Linked DNA regions of Oryctolagus cuniculus: region 1 is linked to region 2. The links are chromatin contacts, called in public Hi-C maps. All regions are on one chromosome and are shown on one strand. The core of a region is the stretch at or near the end of the contact, and the rest is flanking DNA. Distances in the headings are between cores, read along the strand shown. Region 1 holds the start of ARF6 (ARF GTPase 6). Region 2 has its middle 21 kb from the start of VCPKMT.

Region 1 (2,915 bases), core at 54-2,553, 180 kb after region 2:
TTTGATTAAGCAATAATTTTCAGTTTACTAGATGAAACAGACTTGCAACATAGTCTGCATGAATGCAAAATAAGCCATCTACAGCAAGTGATAAGGAAACTGGATAAAAAAAAAAGGAAAAAAGCATACATTTGGGGGGGAAAAAGATTCTCTAGAAATAAAAAAATCAAACCATTATTATAAAGGACTTTACCAAGAACTGCTGTATTTCCCCCACCCCATTTGCTGGAAGTCAACAAGAGCACCTAGCACTTTGTGTTCATGTCAAACGTCAAATCAGAGCATCCTAACGCAAAGCGGAATAAAGAAAAGAAAAAAAAAAAAAGCAAAAAAAAAAGAAAAACCCCAACCCCCCCTCCCTAAACCGTAGAACTGTAACTCCAGAGTTCAAATTCAAAAGAAGAGAAAGTGGCGATTGAAAGAGGTGATGGTGGCGATAATCCTATGAATGGGTTTTTGATTTCTCTCCTTCCGGGGGCTGGGTGGAGAATGCTCATTAGGACTTGTAGTTAGAGGTTAACCATGTGAGCCCCTCATAGAGTCCGTCCCCTGAGGTGGCACAGGAGGGCTGCACATACCAGTTCCTGTCCCGAATCCGGGTCAGGCCCAGTTTCTCCTGGATCTCATGGGGTTTCATGGCATCGGGCAGGTCCTGCTTGTTGGCGAAGATGAGGATTATGGCGTCCCTCATCTCCCGGTCATTGATAATGCGGTGCAGCTCCTGGCGGGCCTCGTCGATGCGGTCGCGGTCGGCGCAGTCCACCACGAAGATCAGACCCTGGGTCCCGGTGTAGTAGTGCCGCCAGAGCGGCCGGATCTTGTCCTGGCCTCCCACATCCCACACGTTGAACTTGACGTTTTTGTAAGTCACCGTCTCCACGTTGAAGCCCACGGTGGGGATGGTGGTCACCGACTGGCCCAGCTTCAACTTGTACAGGATTGTGGTCTTGCCGGCCGCGTCCAGGCCCAACATGAGGATCCGCATTTCCTTGTTCCCGAAGATTTTGGATAGCACCTTCCCCATCGCGACGGAAGAGCCGGGGCCGGGGGCATTCAGGTGTCCCGGTTCCCCCTCAAGCCAACAACGCCGCCGCCGCCGCCGCGAAACCGAAACGAAGCCTCCCTGCCGCGAGGGCGCCCGTGCGGCCTGCGTGGGAGTCGCCTCCTACGGGGCGAGAGGCCCGGGCCTGCCGCTCACTCGGGCATCACCGACCCGCACAACTTGGTTCCTCCAGCCGCCGCCGCCGCCGGGGCCCTGAGTCTGCGCCCGGAGAGCCGCCGCCCTGCTGAGGCGCGGCCCGGCCCGGAACTGCCCTTCCCCCCCGCAGGCGCCGCGCGAGCGCCGCCGCCGTGCCCGTTCCTCCGCCCGCCCGACGGCCCGCCGACTACCGGGCTCGCCACCGACCCAGGCCACCCGTCAGGCAGCGCGGCGCCGGCGTCCCGTCAGGTCATGGATCCTCGCGGGAACTCAGCGCGCTGCCTGCGGAGACACAGAGAAGGAGAAGGGAGTTACCGCCGGAGCTCCGAACGGGAGCGGGCGCGGAGGCCGAGGCCGCCCGCCTTAACAGCTCGGCCCCCGGGTGTCGGTGCCGGGTGGTGGTGGTGGGGGTTACCTCCAGCCGCCGCCCCGAGCACGGGCTCGCTCCGGCCGCCGCCACCTCCTCCCAGCTCTGCCGCTGCCGCTGCCGGAAAAGGCGCCCAAGAAACCGCCTCACTTCCCCTCCCGACCACGCAGGCGCAGCGCAGGCCGACCGTTCGGACAAGAGCGACCTCTGGAAGGAGAGCGGCCCGCGCGCCCAGCGTCACGGGCGCCACGCGCCGGAGGGGGCGGGGCTACGGCGTCCCGGAGGGCTCGCGGGTGCCGCCCGCCCGAGCCCGCGCGCCTCGGGCTCTGGCCCGCGCCCACCTGTCGCTCTCGCCGCGTCTGCGCGCTCGGCGGCCCCTTCGTTCCGCGCCTCTGCCCGCCCCCGCAGTCCGGGGAGCAAATACTCCGGGGAGGTGGGGAAATGGAGCCTCCGCAAGGGCGGGGCCGCCGGACGAGCCGCCCCCACGGAGCCGCTTGCAGGCCCGGAAAGTTCGGCGGACTTCGCGCGCCCCGGGTCTCCCGGGGACGCCTTGGCCGCTTTTTAGCTTTTTCTCCGACCCCCTCCTTGGTATCGTTGCCTCTGGTGTTCAGGGTTTTCCTGGAAGACGCATGGGAGGCCGGCGCGCTCGTGTTGAACCCGCCAGTCAGTGGCGCGCCGTGGCTGGGCTCGGGTTTGCTCGGAAGCCCCTCTCTCGAACACTGGAGCCCTGTCCGTGTTGCATCAGGACCAGCTCACGTTTCTTGTAAAAGCTGGCGGTGAAGAGCTTTCTGGAACGCGATGAACTGTTCTTAGTCCAGTGTCACTTCCTTTTAGTATGGGAGCGGCAGCTGCTCACCCACCCACCCACCCGTGCTGCAGTCACCTTAGCGTAGGGTGTAGAACCTGAGAGGCCACTTAACCTCGTTCGCTGATCTCCTGTGTAAACTGACCTCGCTTACTCCGCCCCGCTTGGAGGATGAAATAATACCATGTTGGTGGAAGACCAAGGAAATCTTTGTATCGAAGGGTTACTCTAAAGTTGAAAGAAAGTGAAAGCTAAAGTAAATATCAAATAAGGGGAGGAAAAAAAAAACAGGAAATACGCTTGAGTTGTTTTTTTTTTTATTTTTTTTATTTAAGAAAGATGCTATGACCGCGTATGCTAACATTTTTACTTCGCCAGTTGAAATCTGACAGCGGTTACTAAGGCGCTGGTTGGCACAGCTGAGCTGCATATCAGCTTGGTTGGGTTCGAGTCCCAGCACCTGATCCGGCTTCCTGCTAAGGCCCATTCCACTCCGGGAGGCAGCAGGTGATGGCTCAAGTTCCTGGCTCCCTGCCACCCACCTG
Region 2 (3,061 bases), core at 446-2,945:
GCTCAAGGACTTGGGCCATCTTCCACTGCTTTCCCAGGCCATAGTAGAGAGCTGGATTGGAAGTGGAGCAGCCGGGTCTTGAACCGGTGCCCATATGGGATGCTGGCACTTCAGGCCAGGGCGTTAACCCGCTGCACCACAGCGCCAGCTCAAGTGGTTTCTAAATTAATTGTGATTGGTTGTATGTGATGCTTAGATTTCTTATGTTGTGATTGTCAGTTAAGAGGAAAGCAAATTCTAAAACAAGAGGTAGGCCTCTGTCACACAGGTAAGGTGCCGCATGGGACGCCTGCATCCCATATCGGAGTGCCTGGGTTCGAGTCCTGCTTCCAGTTCTGATTCCAGCTTCCTGCTAGTGTGCACCCTGGTAGGCAGCAGATGAGAGACTTGGATTGAGTTTGGGGTTTCTGGCTTCACCTTCATTCAGCCTTAGCTGTTGAGTGTATTTGAGGTGTGAACCGATGAATGGAAGATCTCTCTGTCTATTTCTTTGTCTCTCTACCTTTGAAATAAAATGAAAAATAATTAAATAAATTTTAAATATTATATTAAAAACTCTGAAACAAGACCATGAGTCTCAGAAGTCTCCAGGATTATCCTTGAATAACTTTCCAAGTTCACCTCTCCAGAAACACAATGCAGTGACTGACCTACTGTTCCCACAGTGGAGTCCTAGACTGGTCAAGGTAGCCTTGATGATTGACAGATAATAGGCTGGAGTTGCAGGAGAGTTAAATTACCATCAAGTAGGAAACCAGATTAAATGTTGTGGCTGAGTACGGATGGACCTGTGACTGTCAAAGCTGATCTGAGTGCTGTTGTATGTGATCTTGTTTAATTTGATCAGGGCTCATGTAAGACGCAAGCTAATACTGCCACTTACCAATTCTGAGCTTTGCATTTTGAGAAGGATCTCTGTCCAGACCTGTGAAATGACAGAGAGAGAGAGCGCGAGCAAGAGAGCGAGAGAAAGAGGTGTGTGTGTGTGTGTGTGTGTGTAAGGGAGGGTGAAAGCTGTTAAGTGGCTTTGCAATTAAGTCATAAAGGCTGGTGGAATCTGTGGGTTTCTGTTTCTTCCCAGTGTCTCGAGGGCACAGATGAAACTTCACAGTAGCCTTGAATAGTGTGACAGTTACTCTGCAGCCAAAGCGAAGGCTTTGTTTGCTGCATTTCCCTGAGGTCCTTGGCAGGAAGGCTGGGCTTCTGCAAAGAGGGAGTCCAGGGTCCTGCCTGTTTAGCTTCCCCTGACTCCTCAGGGACCCTTGTCCAGCCATGGAGGATTTCCCTCTGCTCTGACTCACGAGGAGTCCCTGGGGCATCGTTCCAAAGGGTCAGTGCCACATAGTGACTGTGAGTGGGAGAGTGGCCCTGCGGATCCCCTCAGGTCACTCTGCCTCTCCTGGTGGAAGGTTTGCCTTGGCACCACTAGGTGGAAACTTCCTGAGCCAGAGCGGAAGCCAGAGGGTGAGGGCCGAGCGCCCGCCTCTGCCGTTGACTTGCTGCGAGTCCTTAGGCAGGTTGCTTGGTCTGGGGTGGTGGGGGTGGTGATGACGCTTTTTTTCTGTCCACCCCCAGAGTTCTTGGGATGCCGAAATAGGAAAATGGGTGTAAGAACCAAATGTCAACTTGAGAGCTGGGTGGAAGTGTGGGTTCCCGTGGTTGGTGGTGCTCACCGCTGACAAAAGCTTGATTCTTTCTTTCCCCTTCTCAGCCAGCACGCTGTGCTGTAGCCGGATAACAGCTCTGCAGAGGGCGCGTCTCTGCCCGCAGTGCCGTCTGAATGAGCTGACCGGGGAGCGGAAGGGCTTCCCTGAGAGGGGTGGAGGTGGATTAGGGCCCAGCTCCCCCGCTCTCAGGCTGTCTTCCTTTCAAACCCTGGTTGATCCTGGACCGGATCTTTTCAATCTCCCCCATCACTCTCAGCCCAGATGACGGAGGCGGGGCGCCATCCTCTGTCTTCACTCATGTTCAGCCGGCCAGGCCCGGTGAGCAGTGCGGGGGATACCAGGAGGCTGCTTGCTGCCTGGCTAGGGAGCCAGTGCCTAGGAGTGAGCAGGAACTGACCATTCATGGTGTCCCAAGATTTTATAAATACTTGTTATCATGCTTATTACTAGGGCCTGGAGCGGGACGTGGTTTACAGATGTTTTTCCTTTGACTCCTCCAGCCTATCAGATGAAGCACTTCTCAGCCCAATACCTTGTTTTATTTCATTGTCCCTGAAAGGACTTCGGGTTGTGGGTCTTCTTACACAGACTATAAGTGCACCTTGGGTTTGCCAAAGCTCAGGGGCCTAACAGCAGCCCAGCCCCATGATAAGTTGTGCTACAGAGGCTGAAGCCAGGCCCTGGACACTGGGCGTCCAGGGCACCAAAGCCCCAGGGACCCTAGCCCATAGGACAGGCTCCTCCCCCCACCCCGAGCCTGCAGCTCAGCCGCAGCGACCCACGGCCCACGACATTTCCTCTCTGCTGTGCTAGCTCAGAGGGAGGAAGTTGGGCGGCTGCCTGGGAGGGCGTGGCCCAGAAGGTTCCTGAAGATGAGGAGAGAGTGCAGGGAAACACCCTGAGATTGCTGCCTGTGCTCCATCTGTGAGCACCCCCCTCAGTTTACAGCCGCAGAAACGGCCTGCGCAGCGACCACCGGCGTCTGGCTTTACCCACTCGGACAGTCCCACGTGCCCTGTGCCGACCCACGCCACTGAGCCGTCCCTTGGATGAGGCGCCTGTCTACGGATACCTTTCCTCTCCAGGAACACTGCTCATCTTCAACAAGACGGGGTCCCAGCAACCTAGCACACTTACGTAAACCCCCAACTGCAGCCCGTGGGGACAGCCCTCACGCCTTGCTCTGATTTTCCTGGGATTTATTTATACTCATCTAGGCACAGGGCTGGGGAAGGAGGAAGGCCATTAACCTAGACTCCAGCGCCTCTCCACGTGTCTCCCTTTTTTTGTTTGTTTAAGATTTATTTATTTGAAAGGCAGAGTTACAGAAAGGCTGAAGCAGAGAGAGAGAGAAAGAAAGAGTGAGTGAGTTCCATCCACTGGTTCACTCCCCA

What was found. Hi-C and Micro-C count contacts between places; a contact is called where the count stands out from the background.
Region 1: a Hi-C map of an unstated tissue shows a contact between it and region 2, with 2.0 times the contacts expected there. The contact joins the promoter of ARF6 here to the enhancer-like site in region 2. A contact is called at or near these places in 4 of 6 Hi-C or Micro-C datasets (embryonic fibroblasts, liver, skin fibroblasts and 1 more).

Annotation. Positions count from the first base shown.
Region 1 is chr12:26,200,042-26,202,956 of mOryCun1.1, forward strand. ARF6 (ARF GTPase 6) reads right to left here and starts at 1,304. Exons shown (of 1, transcript XM_051822816.2): 1 at 1-1,304. The coding sequence starts at 1,024. The coding sequence ends at 497.
Region 2 is chr12:26,020,131-26,023,191 of mOryCun1.1, forward strand. No RefSeq gene overlaps it. Among named protein-coding and RNA genes, the nearest start is that of VCPKMT, 21 kb to the left of the region's middle. Within about 2 kb of position 1,696, at least 3 of the 8 cell types and tissues checked have an H3K27ac peak or open chromatin away from gene starts, as enhancers often do.